Regions from separate parts of the Gossypium hirsutum genome. Here region 1 is linked to region 2. Evidence: chromatin contacts called from public Hi-C data. All regions are on one chromosome and are shown on one strand. Each heading gives the region's core, a stretch centred on a gene start, on an enhancer-like site or on the middle of the called end of the contact. The rest is flanking DNA. Distances are from core to core; before and after follow the strand shown.

Region 1 (5,844 bases), core at 2,518-5,017, 230 kb before region 2:
ACAATTTTAGATTAATTATTCATTTTACATTAAATATCTTGAAAAAATGAGAAGCAACAACAACAAAAAATGAGTAGAAAATGAAGAAAAGAAAAAGAAATGATAATAATATAATATAAAGTTGTGCAGTAAGACAATGTGAGGCATTTAAAAAAAAAACTTTTTAGAATTTTGTCAAAATTTAAAATTATTTTCACAAAATTATATTTTTAAAAATATTTTTATAATTTCAAAAAAGTAAATGATGAATATCTTACATTTGTTTTTAGAATTTTTTGATAATTTTATAACTTTTTTTAGATTTACTGTTAAAAATCTAATAGCACCAAAATTGATATTTTAGTTAAAGTTCAGGGACTAAATTAGCTATTAAGCCAATAAATTAATGTGTCATGTCTTCGGTCTTTTAGTGATTTTGTAACTTCTAATAGTTGTATGTCCAAAATAAAAATTTAGTAATAATCGGGTGACTAGTGTTATAATTTACTCAAATATATTTGAGAAATAGTAACTTAACAGCCTACATTGATGTTCCTTAACAAGCTAATAGACGAGTAACTTAAATAATCAATTTCTGATAATTAAGTGATTAAATTTTAATTTTTCATAATTAGATGACCAAATTGTAACTTTATTGATAGTTGAGTGATTATAGGTTTAATTTTTTAATGTATATATTTTTATTTCTTAGTTGGGTCCTTGAAAAGGTGGATGGAATTTATTAAGGTTAATTAGCCCTTATTTGAAAAGGATGGATTAGGATTAATTTGTTATTTTTATGATTTAAGAATCTTTGGAGGGCCTAGTTTGAATTGAATAATTTAAATTGACATAAATAAAAACCCGACAAAAATTTGTTTGGCAATTGAATAATCGACCAATACATCTTAATCAAGGCTTTCTTAATGTTGCATCATGTATTTTTTTTTTGAAAGATCCATTATGTTAAAATATGTAAATTGCACCTCAAAAATATCAAAAAATAATGTGTAATAATTTTTTTTTAAATTTATTTCATGTTGGTTTTGTGATTCATGTTTGGTAAACATATTCAAAGATTATTTGTAAAGGAAAAAAAAGAAAGAAAGAAAGAAAAGCATATAGATTTATAGTAAAAATGGTTTGGGTTAACATGAATGAGTTTCTGCATATGAAATTATTGTAATAATAGATCCATAAAAAAGTGATAGATGGGTAAGCTCAGATAAAATCATCCTCTCTATAAGTTTCTGGAACCAAGAAATTCAATTGATTATGGCTTTCTTCATGCTCCAAGCATTCAACTTTGCAATCTTCACGGCTTCACTTCCATTGTTGAAAACAAACAAGTGGGCTGTGTTATTAATTGCCAATGTGGGATAAACTCTAGCTGACATACATGCTTTGCCACCCCCACCAAAGCTCTCCACTATTGAATGATCAATCTGTAAAAAAAAAAAAAAAAGTGACTTGATTTTCAAAAAAATGATCCCATTTTCCAAACCCGGAAAGTTTGGGGTTCTGCAAAAGTCCAATCCCTTTTTTCAACAATGGTGTCCCCAAGTTTTCCACTTGATGATGATAGGGGGCCTAGTGCCATATTTGTTATACCTCTTTCACCATAGGCGTATACATACTTGTTAAATGAAAGAGACATGAACAAGTGTAATTACGGATGGAGTACAAAGTGCTCAAGTACTTTAGTGTTTGCTATATACAAAAGTAATATAAATGAACTCACCAAACTCCTCAATGACAAGCTTTGATGAAGAGGGTCCACATCCAAGAAAGCCCCATAGGTGGTCTTGTCATTGGCTTGGTTTAGGGAGGATCTGTCGACACAAAAACAGAGAAGTTGAGGTTTTGGCAAGCATGGGTGCAATTTGAAAAGGTTTGAAAATGGTTGAGTGTGTAGGTGGGACCGACCTGCTTTGGTCACTGCACATGAGCACCACGTATTTGTTTTGGCCCTTGAATATTCTAAAGAAGACCGCCGTGTTCTCAGTTAAGCCTTTTGAAGCTAAAACTAGCAACCCAAATGGACCAACACCGCCTTTCACTGATGCACCCTTTTGGCTGCATAGTAGCTGTGGATTGGTCCAGCTTGGATTTAACACTTCAGCTTTCTCAAAGTCAGATATCTTGAATGAAATGTCAACATCTGCCTGTATCAACACGAAATTCAAAGAGGATTAAACATTGGGTTTGTGGAGGAAATTTACATGTTGACTTCAGCATTTTTTTTCTTTTACCTGTGAAGCAGTAACCCCAGAAACTTCAACAACCGATCCTCCCTTGAGCAATCTGCTGGGTAAGCTTACGTGGTTTGTTCGTAGCTTTTGTATTTCTACTACCGGCCACTGCATCAATTGTTTTCCAGATTTATCCAGCCAAACTTGCCTAGGAATTGCCTGCAAAGTCAACGTCTCATCACATCTTTACAAGATTTATCAGCAGACCAAGTTACTTTAAAAAAAAAAAACTTACGTGAACTCCTGCCCATCCTTTCTTGATATCATCAGCGACGCTGGATGATTCGTTCAACCAACCGCATAAGATTCTCCTGTTTTTGATACTGTCTAAGAATGTCTTGGAAGCATAATATTTTCCATAATCATATCTCAAGCCTGAATCATTCTCTACGGATCCCTTGTCTGGTATATAGATGTCCTTCAAGTTATCATATGAGCCAATAGTGTAAAGATCATGCTTTGTGTCATCTAAGCTTATCTTAAGGACATGCTTGACATATGGACCATTAAGAGAAGTGTCGACACCGTTTTTGCCACTGACAGGAACGGGGTAAAAGTCAGGGCATTCCCACATCCCGGTGTCTTTGGCTGAATGCAAAGGCATAGGGGCTTGGACCCAATTCACAAAGTCTTTGCTTTTGTAAAGGATGACTAGGCCCTGGCGGTTAATCTTGCTTCCAATGATTACCCTCCATTTCTTGTCAGGGCCTAACCAAGCAGTGGTGGGATCTCTGAAAGAACTTGCATTAATCTGGTTTTGGGCAGTGGGTTGCATCAAAGGGTTCGTTGGTGACTTCACCCATTCTCTGAGGTAAGGATCGGATAGATTCTTGGGGACGGCAAGATTCTGGACTTGGCTGTTTTTTGTGTCAATTCCGGTGTAAAGCATGGCTGGTTTGCCCCCGGGGAGGATTGTGGCTGAACCAGACCAACAACCATTAATATCAGATGGTTGGGAGGGAAAGATAGCTGGCTCATGAGGGGTCCAATTCACAAGATCTTTTGATGTAGAGTGAGCCCAGACAATGTTGCCCCACACTGCACCTTTTGGATTGTATTGGTAGAATAGATGATAAAGTCCCTTGTAAACCATAACCCCTGTAAAAAAAATTAGCTGAGCAGTAATTTAGGCATTTTAAATATATTATCTAAAAATATCATATGATTCTAGGAATAAGGCACTAACCATTAGGATCTGTTCATCAAAAGGCAGCCATTTCCAAATGACATGGAACCGGAAGACACAAAGTTAGACATACAATTTAGAAAAAAAAAAGACAAAACTTGAGCACGATATAATAAAGTTAGACATATATGTATATACCATTTATCCAGTTCTTGGGAGGTTGAAAATGAAAGCCAGTTCTGTAAGGTTGATCTGTAGATGCAGCAGATTGAACAGTTTGGAGGTTTCTGTAAACATGGTGTGAAGCTTCAAGTTCCACAATCCCATGGCTAAGAAAGAGAGCAAAGAACAAAAACAACCCAACACAAGAGTTAGCCATGTTGTGCAAAAGTGGATGAGAACTAAAGCCTTCAATTATCAAAGGTATATTTATAGAAGGAGAAATGCATAATTTGGATAAGTTTTAATATTTTTTTAATATAATAAAAGAAAGAAAATTCAAAGCTTCCATCAAAAAGGTTTGTTGGGAGAAATAAGAAAGAAATTGCTGACATTTCCACACTATATTTTATGTAGAAATAAGAAAAAGGACATCAAGTTGTGACTAATATTATTGTGGAAATTTATTTCCGTTTAATATTCTCATTCTACACTACTCACTGTTTCATCGGTTGACTATATGATTCAAAGATTGCAACCATATTTTGATAAAAAATCAATTACATTATCAATTTGTGTAGCACTTAGTTTAAGTCTAAACCAATGGTGGGAGATTTAGTTCAATCTTTGGTCTTGGTCAGCTGAGAAAAATACCCACGTTTCAAATCTTCCTACAATAAGAGGAGGTGCATACCTTGAAGTATTTAGACAAGTTTATTCTATTACAATTATTCAATACTTGTTTCTTCCTTGAATTTATAAGTCAACTCAATTGTAAATATATATTTTTAACATAAAATATTTTCGTTCACCCACATCACGACATTAACTCACGACTAATGACAATACTATGATGAATAATTATTGTATATTTTGTATTATTAATCTGGTATATTTATGTGTTTCAATCTTATTTTACACACATATCGTAAATATTTCATGTATTATTATGATTAATTAGTTTCAAGTTATACTATATATTCATTATTTATTGGACATTATTTTTTAACATACATCTATATTCTAAATCCGTAATTTTACGGATAGAATTTCTAAAATTTTTTTTTTTAAAAAAAGAAGAATATCCTAAGCCATTGCACTCCCTATTATTTTCTATTTAACCCGAAATAAGAAAAGAATTCCAATCTAAAAAGTAAATATAGAGTTGAAGTACTATAAAACAATGTTACTGTTTGTAGTTAAAATGAAATTAATTTCAGGTTTTTTGGTTGCATAAAATTCTATGGGATAAGGCTATTTATTTCTCGTGATTGTGTATGGTGCCTGGGTATTACACGTGATAAATAACATCGACAACCCACCAACTTTCCAATTAACATAAATACTTTTATATTTGTCTTTCTTTCTTTTCTTAAAGTTGATATGCATGGAAAACACGACTGCATAATTTTTATTTGAGCTTGAATTTCTCGTAATTTCATAGTTTAAACTAAAATTATATTCTTTGGATTTCAAACATTTATGTTATCTTATACTCTCATATTTTCAAGTAGTATTTAGATGTTAAAATATAAGGTAATTTTAAAATCTAAATGGAATTTGAAATTTTGGATAAATTTATATTCTATTTTTATTATTTCAATTTAATTTTATCGCTGATATCCGTAATTAAAAAGTTTTTCAATTTTTTGTTAGTTGTTTTCTCTTTTTTTTTCTTGAGTCTTTCTTTCTCATTTATAGAGAAATGGTCACTATGTAAGTGTTTTTTTTCTTGGTTTTTTCTTGTTTTCTAGAGTTTTTAGGGATGAAATGGGCAATTTGTAGGTTTTTTCTAAGGTTTTTCTTTCCTTTCTTGTTTTTAGGTTTTATTTTGATTTTGTTTCTTGAATATTCTAATTTAATTTTTACTATTGACTAGGAGATAAAATATAGATATTCTATTTATCTGGATTCATTTTATTGCCAATTCCTATTTTGGGGTTGATTGGTTTGGGGTGATTAAAGTTTGATATTATGGATGAACTAAAGATTAAATTGGAGGTCTCTAAAGGGGATCTAGAGAAGGCTACTCAATTTACGTTGACTGGTAAGATCCATGCATCAAAGGTGTTCAATAAAAGAGGAGTTCAAGGAGTGAAGCAAAGTATGTGGTCTTCTAAACATCTTATGGAAGTTAGAGATCTAGGTGATAATAGATATGGTCTTTCTTTCTCAAAACAAGGAGTCATGGACGCGACTATTGAGAATGGCCCTTGGACTGTTATGAGGTACTGCTTGATTCTTCAAAAATGGGAGGTTGAAAAGGCGATTCAGGAGATTAATTTCTCTAAGGTTAATATTTGGGTACAACTACAGACTCTTCCCTTA
Region 2 (5,749 bases), core at 659-3,158:
ATTTCTCGATTCATGGGCGAGTCTTACACAAGTAAAAGGTGTTGATAAGCATACTGAAAAGTAATGAAGGGAAGCCTAAGCAGGCACTTAGAGAAATAACTACTTGATTAATAAATCAAAATGTGTATCCATAAATATTCTTATTTTCCTTTTCCTTTGGAGGCATGGAAGGAGGGATATCGTGAATCCTATGCTTTGCAAAAACAAGCAAAAAGGATCTTATATTAACAAGGTAAAGTGAAGGCAAAAAACAAAGCAAGCAAAAGTAGTTGATGATATATAAAATAATGTAGTTTCAATTTTTGGACAACATATGGAAATGATAGAATGCAAGCTAGCAACAGCACCTCCCCTCGTTCTCTTCCATCAGTACCCTCCAAATCCATTACTAGAGTGCAAGGCTCTATACCAGCACATTTTGCCATCCAAATACCTTTAGTGGTTTGAGACCTGAGAAAAAGCACATTCCATTAGTTCTTTCTGCCAATGGAAACAAATCCAATGTGTTACTACTTATTAGAAAAACGTAAGTTACCTTCCCTTAAATGCATCCATTTCCCTGAAATTGGTGCAAAACAAATGATTTAACAGTGTGCTTTTACCTGTTGAGATCATGGAAAACAAAATAAAACTTTAAATGGAACAATCAGAACTTACACAGCTACCATGATAAAACACCAAAACTAAAATCTTCCATGGCATGTGTTAGAATTTAAAAAAAAAAATTATGCAAGAAAGATATATACAAAACTAAATACAGAAGTTTCCAATAATACCATATGGAAGAAGTTCGTATCAAAGTGAAATATGAAAAATATGCCTTTGTGCAAAGCTGCAGTGACCAAACTCCAAGTTTATCATACTCTCACATGCAACCCAAGTATTTCTAATTAAGTATCATTAAAGAAAATGAGAACAAATAAGCAGCTCAGTATGACCTAGGAATAGGCACCTAAGGACCAAGAAAAGGACAAGTATAAAGCAAGATGTCATTAAGATAACAAAGCATACCGCTGCTCTGAGGTCCCATGATAGCAACCACAGCATATGACAACCCACATTCAGCAAGCTTAATTTCCTTGATAAGGCGGTCAGTTCCAACATCATTGAACAATCCATCTCCATCAATAAGTTGAATTGAATGACATTCCTCAGTCGTGGCTGTGAAGCGAAATGTCCGTATTATGTTTCAGTAAAGAGAATGAAGGTTCCATCAGCAACGTTAAGATTAAAATATCCATATCAATTGATCAAGGAAAATTTAAGAATATCTCAACTAAAAACAGTTAGTATATTCAGTAATTCAGACAGATAAATTTGGCAACTTTAATATCTACGGAGCTGATAAGCAAAATCGGATTTTCTCTTTTTCTTTTTTAGTTTTCTTCAGTTTCCTCAGCAACCAAACATGCAGTATACATAAAATCTATCTATAGACCCGATCCAAACAGAAAAATTAACTTCAGACTACAATACTTTACAGAAACTCTTAAAAAACCTAAAAACCAAGTTTAAATATAAATTTTAACATAAAAGAGATCGCATCGCTCATTAACTAATAGTAAAAGAACAAAATTATTAAGGCGGCGCTGATGCTAAAACGCTCTGGTTCAGTTACATCATAGAAATTAAACAAGAAACAGAAAAATTTTAACTAAACAAAGGAAGAAACGGATCACTTAAAACAGCTATAAACAGAGAGAAAATAATAAGGCAAAACAGAAATGGGAAAAGAAAAGAATAAGATGAGACGATGCGATGCGATGCGAGAACGTACCCATTGAATCTTGTTTGAAATTGATAGCTCAGAAACTGAGGAGATCGATGTCAATGAAAGACAGAGAAAGAGGAGTAAAATAGAGAGAGGCTTTGAAACTTGTCTTGAGTTTACTGCTTTTTTCTTTTCTTTAAAAGTGGGCTGGACTGGGTAATCAAAGACCGCAAAGTAAATAAGTTTAATTTTATCTTTAGTCCCTAAACCTGTTAGATTTCTCAAATTTAGTCCTTTCTTTTTTAATTTCAAGAATTTGATAACTACTTATAATTTGAAAATTAGATTCTAATGTTATTATTTCATTTCTATTAATTTGAGTAGCAGAATTTTAATGTTCAAAAGTATGGTTTGAAAAATTAAATCTCAATTGTAATAATGTATTTAAATTTAACATAATTCAATTAGCAATGGGATAGGTAGTAAAATTTGAAAAGTAAAAGAGAAAAAATTAGACCCACTTCGATAATAATTTTTTTCCTTTTTTATTAAATTTTAAAATTTCTTAATTTCTTAATAGATTAAAAAAAAATCAATACAAATTGAACTCAATGCATGCATCCTCAAATAAGTCTCCATACACCTCCAAACAAGGTGCAAAGATGGAAGCATCTGATTAGTTGTCCAAGACAAAAGGGAAAAGTTTTGGTAGGGAATTGTGTTTGGTTGGGGGGTCAGCTGCACGATCACCGATTCTAGCAGTGCCCATCAGCCGCCCATCCCTTTTTTTGCAAAAAGTGGGCAGTGTGTGATCGGCTGCTTTAACAGTCACTGCGCACGCACTCTAATAACCCAATGTTTCATAGCGGCATGGGTCCAGATGGAACCCACCAGAAACCAAATTTAAAATGAAAAAATGGGTATGGTTAAACCTTATATAAGACAATTAAAAAAAATTTAAACTCGGTACCCAAAGAATATTAAATCTTTTAATTTAATCACTCATCAATTGTGAGTTTTTTAAAGAATTAATAAAATTATTGAAAGACATAAATATTTTTTTTAATAAATTTTGTTGTTTAATTGAGTTGGTCTTATTTAATAATAGTAGAAATAAAGTGAAAATGAGATTGATTTTGTAAGGAAAAAAAAAACATATTATTAATTATGGTTATTAATATATTTATAGTTGTTGTTGCGATAACTTTTCTGATTCATAAAATTTATTTTAAAATTACATATTTACTTATTTGTACACAAATTATAATAAAAAATAAGAATTGTAATAATTTATAATAATTATATAAAAATTGAGATATTAAAGGAATTAAACTTGTTATAATAAATAAATTTTATAACAAGATCAATTGAGTAAAATGTGTTTCTATATAATCTTTCATTCCTTCAACTAAACATCCAAATTTTATATTCCAACCAAATTAACTAAATAATATAATCCCGTATTCCACCCATAATCTTACATTTCCATAATATTATCACACAACATAATCTAATATTTCACAAAACAAATGTACCCTAGTAAATAAATTTGAGATGAAAAATTAATTGTGCAAACATTTTATTATTATTTTTACAAACATTTATTTTAAAGAAATGTCACATCTGAATTATGTAATTTTAGCACCTCTTCTAAATACGCATTTAATTTATGTATTGTTTGATGAATTAAAAAATTAAATGTGTTGAAATTAAATTATAAAATTTGTTTCATAAGTAAGTATTTATTAGAAGTATATTTTTTGATAATGAAAATCTTGAATTACAAAAATTTTTTATTTACATTTTATCATTATTTTTTATATTTTTTTATTATACTTGCAACATCCATTACCCGACTCAATCACTAGGTCAAAGTATCGAGATGTCATATTCGATGCTGAAGCAACTACGATCACTCCAAATCAATTTAATTTTTTTTTCAAGTTGTTAAGCTTAAAATACAATTAAATATGATTTAGACACTTATCTGAGCTTAAAACGAGCTTACGAAAGTTCCCAAGGTTATCAAAGGTCATTTAGGGACCAAATTGCAAAGTCCAAACTTTCAGTGCTCGTTGCGACTTCATGGATTCCATGTTGCGACCTCACTCACTGACTTGAGCTCGTCGCGACTTCATAAGGCCTGACGTCACAACCTCAATCCTGCCACCTTAAATCTTAAGAATTTTTTTTCTTCCTTGCATTAATGGCAACATTTATATGGTATATACCAACCAAATTCAGCCTTGATAACATTCAAACATGCCCAATAAACCATTCAAATATGCCAATTTGAACCTTAAATATCACCTAATTGTACTCAATTCCAAATCATACCAAACCAATTTACAAGATTTACAAAATGAATCAAAAGCACCAAAGCTTTCATTAAAATCAACCAAAACATGTCCAACATATCCCTAAGTATATGCCAAAGACTAAAGTCCAAAAAATTTAAATTCATGCTCTCTTCAAGGCTTGATTTTGTAATGAGATGAGTTAGAGATGATCTTCACCCTAAAGCTTCAAAATGATCTTCACCTACGTTGTAACGATTCAGTTTCCAATGATGTCGAAAAATGCGGTTTTGGGACCCCATCTTCATAAACCGAGTTAGTAAATATTAAAAATGTAACACCCCTTACCCGTATCCGAGGCCGGGATAAGGTACGAGGCGTTACTGGACAAACATAAAAACATTAAACTAAAATATGGGCCATAAAATTTCATTCATATTTCAAAACGTTCATTCACTTACACATAGTCCCTTATTTGAGTCTACGAAGCCCAAAACATACTTTAGAAAAGGTTCGGGACTAAACCGAGAACTTACAAAAATCTTGGAAATTTCATGCTTTAAGGCTCCACACGCCCGTGTCCCAAAGTCATGTTCCATACACGGCTGAGACACATGGTCGTGTCTCTGCCTGTGTGGAATATACCTAGGCTATTTTCCAAGCTTTGGTCAACCTTAATCTCTTACACACTTATACAAAATCAAAAGCATATAACATGGTATTCATTTATGATTAAATATTCTCAATTAAACCACAAACATAGCATTTGTATGTCATCATACATGTGTATCTCATGCTCATTTTACCTTGTTTATTATAGTACCACTTATACATTTATACCAAGATTATTATCTTACCAAATATCTTCAGCTTAATCATCAAGCATCCATATTTAAAACTAGATCATATCTTTATAAAATATCACAATTCAGATGCGCAGAATAACATGTTGCCTGAAACATTTCAATTCAACTCCATACCCAACAAGCATTACATTGAGACTAGTCATATATATATATACATGTCATGATACATATCATTCTCTTTCTGTTTTCTTATAAACACATATCATTTGTTTCATTATATCAATATTTCATATACCATAGTTTCCATGTATTCCACATATATTTATTTTCCTCCTCCTCCTCTCCATTCCACATCCTTAATGTATATAGCATTCTTGTAAGTACGATTTCACAATTTACTAATAAATGCTCACATCAAACTGTCCACACGAGTCATAGTCACTTACTTATTTATAATTCGAGCTACAAAGCTCCAAATTAAGATCTGTAAATTTTCCCTGAAACTAGACTCACATATCTTTCCACAATAAAATTTTCATAATTTTTGGTTTAGCCAATTAGTACAGTTTATTCATTAAAATTTCTCGTGTTTCACATTCTAACAGTTCTGACCTCTCTTCACTAAAAATTAATTATCTCACAGTACAGAACTCGGATAATGTTATTGTTGATTTATTTTGAAAATAGACTCATTATGGATTTTAAAAATATAAGTTTAAGCCTCTAATTATTTTTATCCAAATTTTTGTGATTTTCCAAAGTTAGAACAGGGGATCACATAATCATTCTGAACTAGTCTCACAAAAACATAAATATCTCAAAATATAGAACTCTTTTTCTTTCTCTGTTTACTTTATATGAAAATAGACTCATTAAGATTTAATTTGATATCTCATTCAGTCTCGGATTCAATTTCTACTATTTTTGGTGATTTT

What was found. A called contact is a pair of places that touch in the nucleus more often than the background predicts.
Region 1: a contact with region 2 is called in a Hi-C map of leaf, with 1.7 times the contacts expected there. The contact joins the promoter of LOC107950663 here to the promoter of LOC107951850 in region 2. A contact is called at or near these places in 3 of 34 Hi-C or Micro-C datasets (callus and leaf).

Annotation. Positions count from the first base shown.
Region 1 is chrA02:82,162,014-82,167,857 of Gossypium_hirsutum_v2.1, reverse strand. LOC107950663 (beta-fructofuranosidase, insoluble isoenzyme CWINV1) reads right to left here and starts at 3,767. Exons shown (of 7, transcript XM_016885546.2): 1 at 3,556-3,767; 2 at 3,418-3,426; 3 at 2,467-3,329; 4 at 2,232-2,390; 5 at 1,906-2,144; 6 at 1,721-1,811; 7 at 1,088-1,424. The coding sequence starts at 3,736. The coding sequence ends at 1,245.
Region 2 is chrA02:81,929,960-81,935,708 of Gossypium_hirsutum_v2.1, reverse strand. LOC107951850 (protein ROOT HAIR DEFECTIVE 3) reads right to left here and starts at 1,908. Exons shown (of 23, transcript XM_016887013.2): 1 at 1,778-1,908; 2 at 1,012-1,161; 3 at 536-559; 4 at 348-450. The coding sequence starts at 1,061.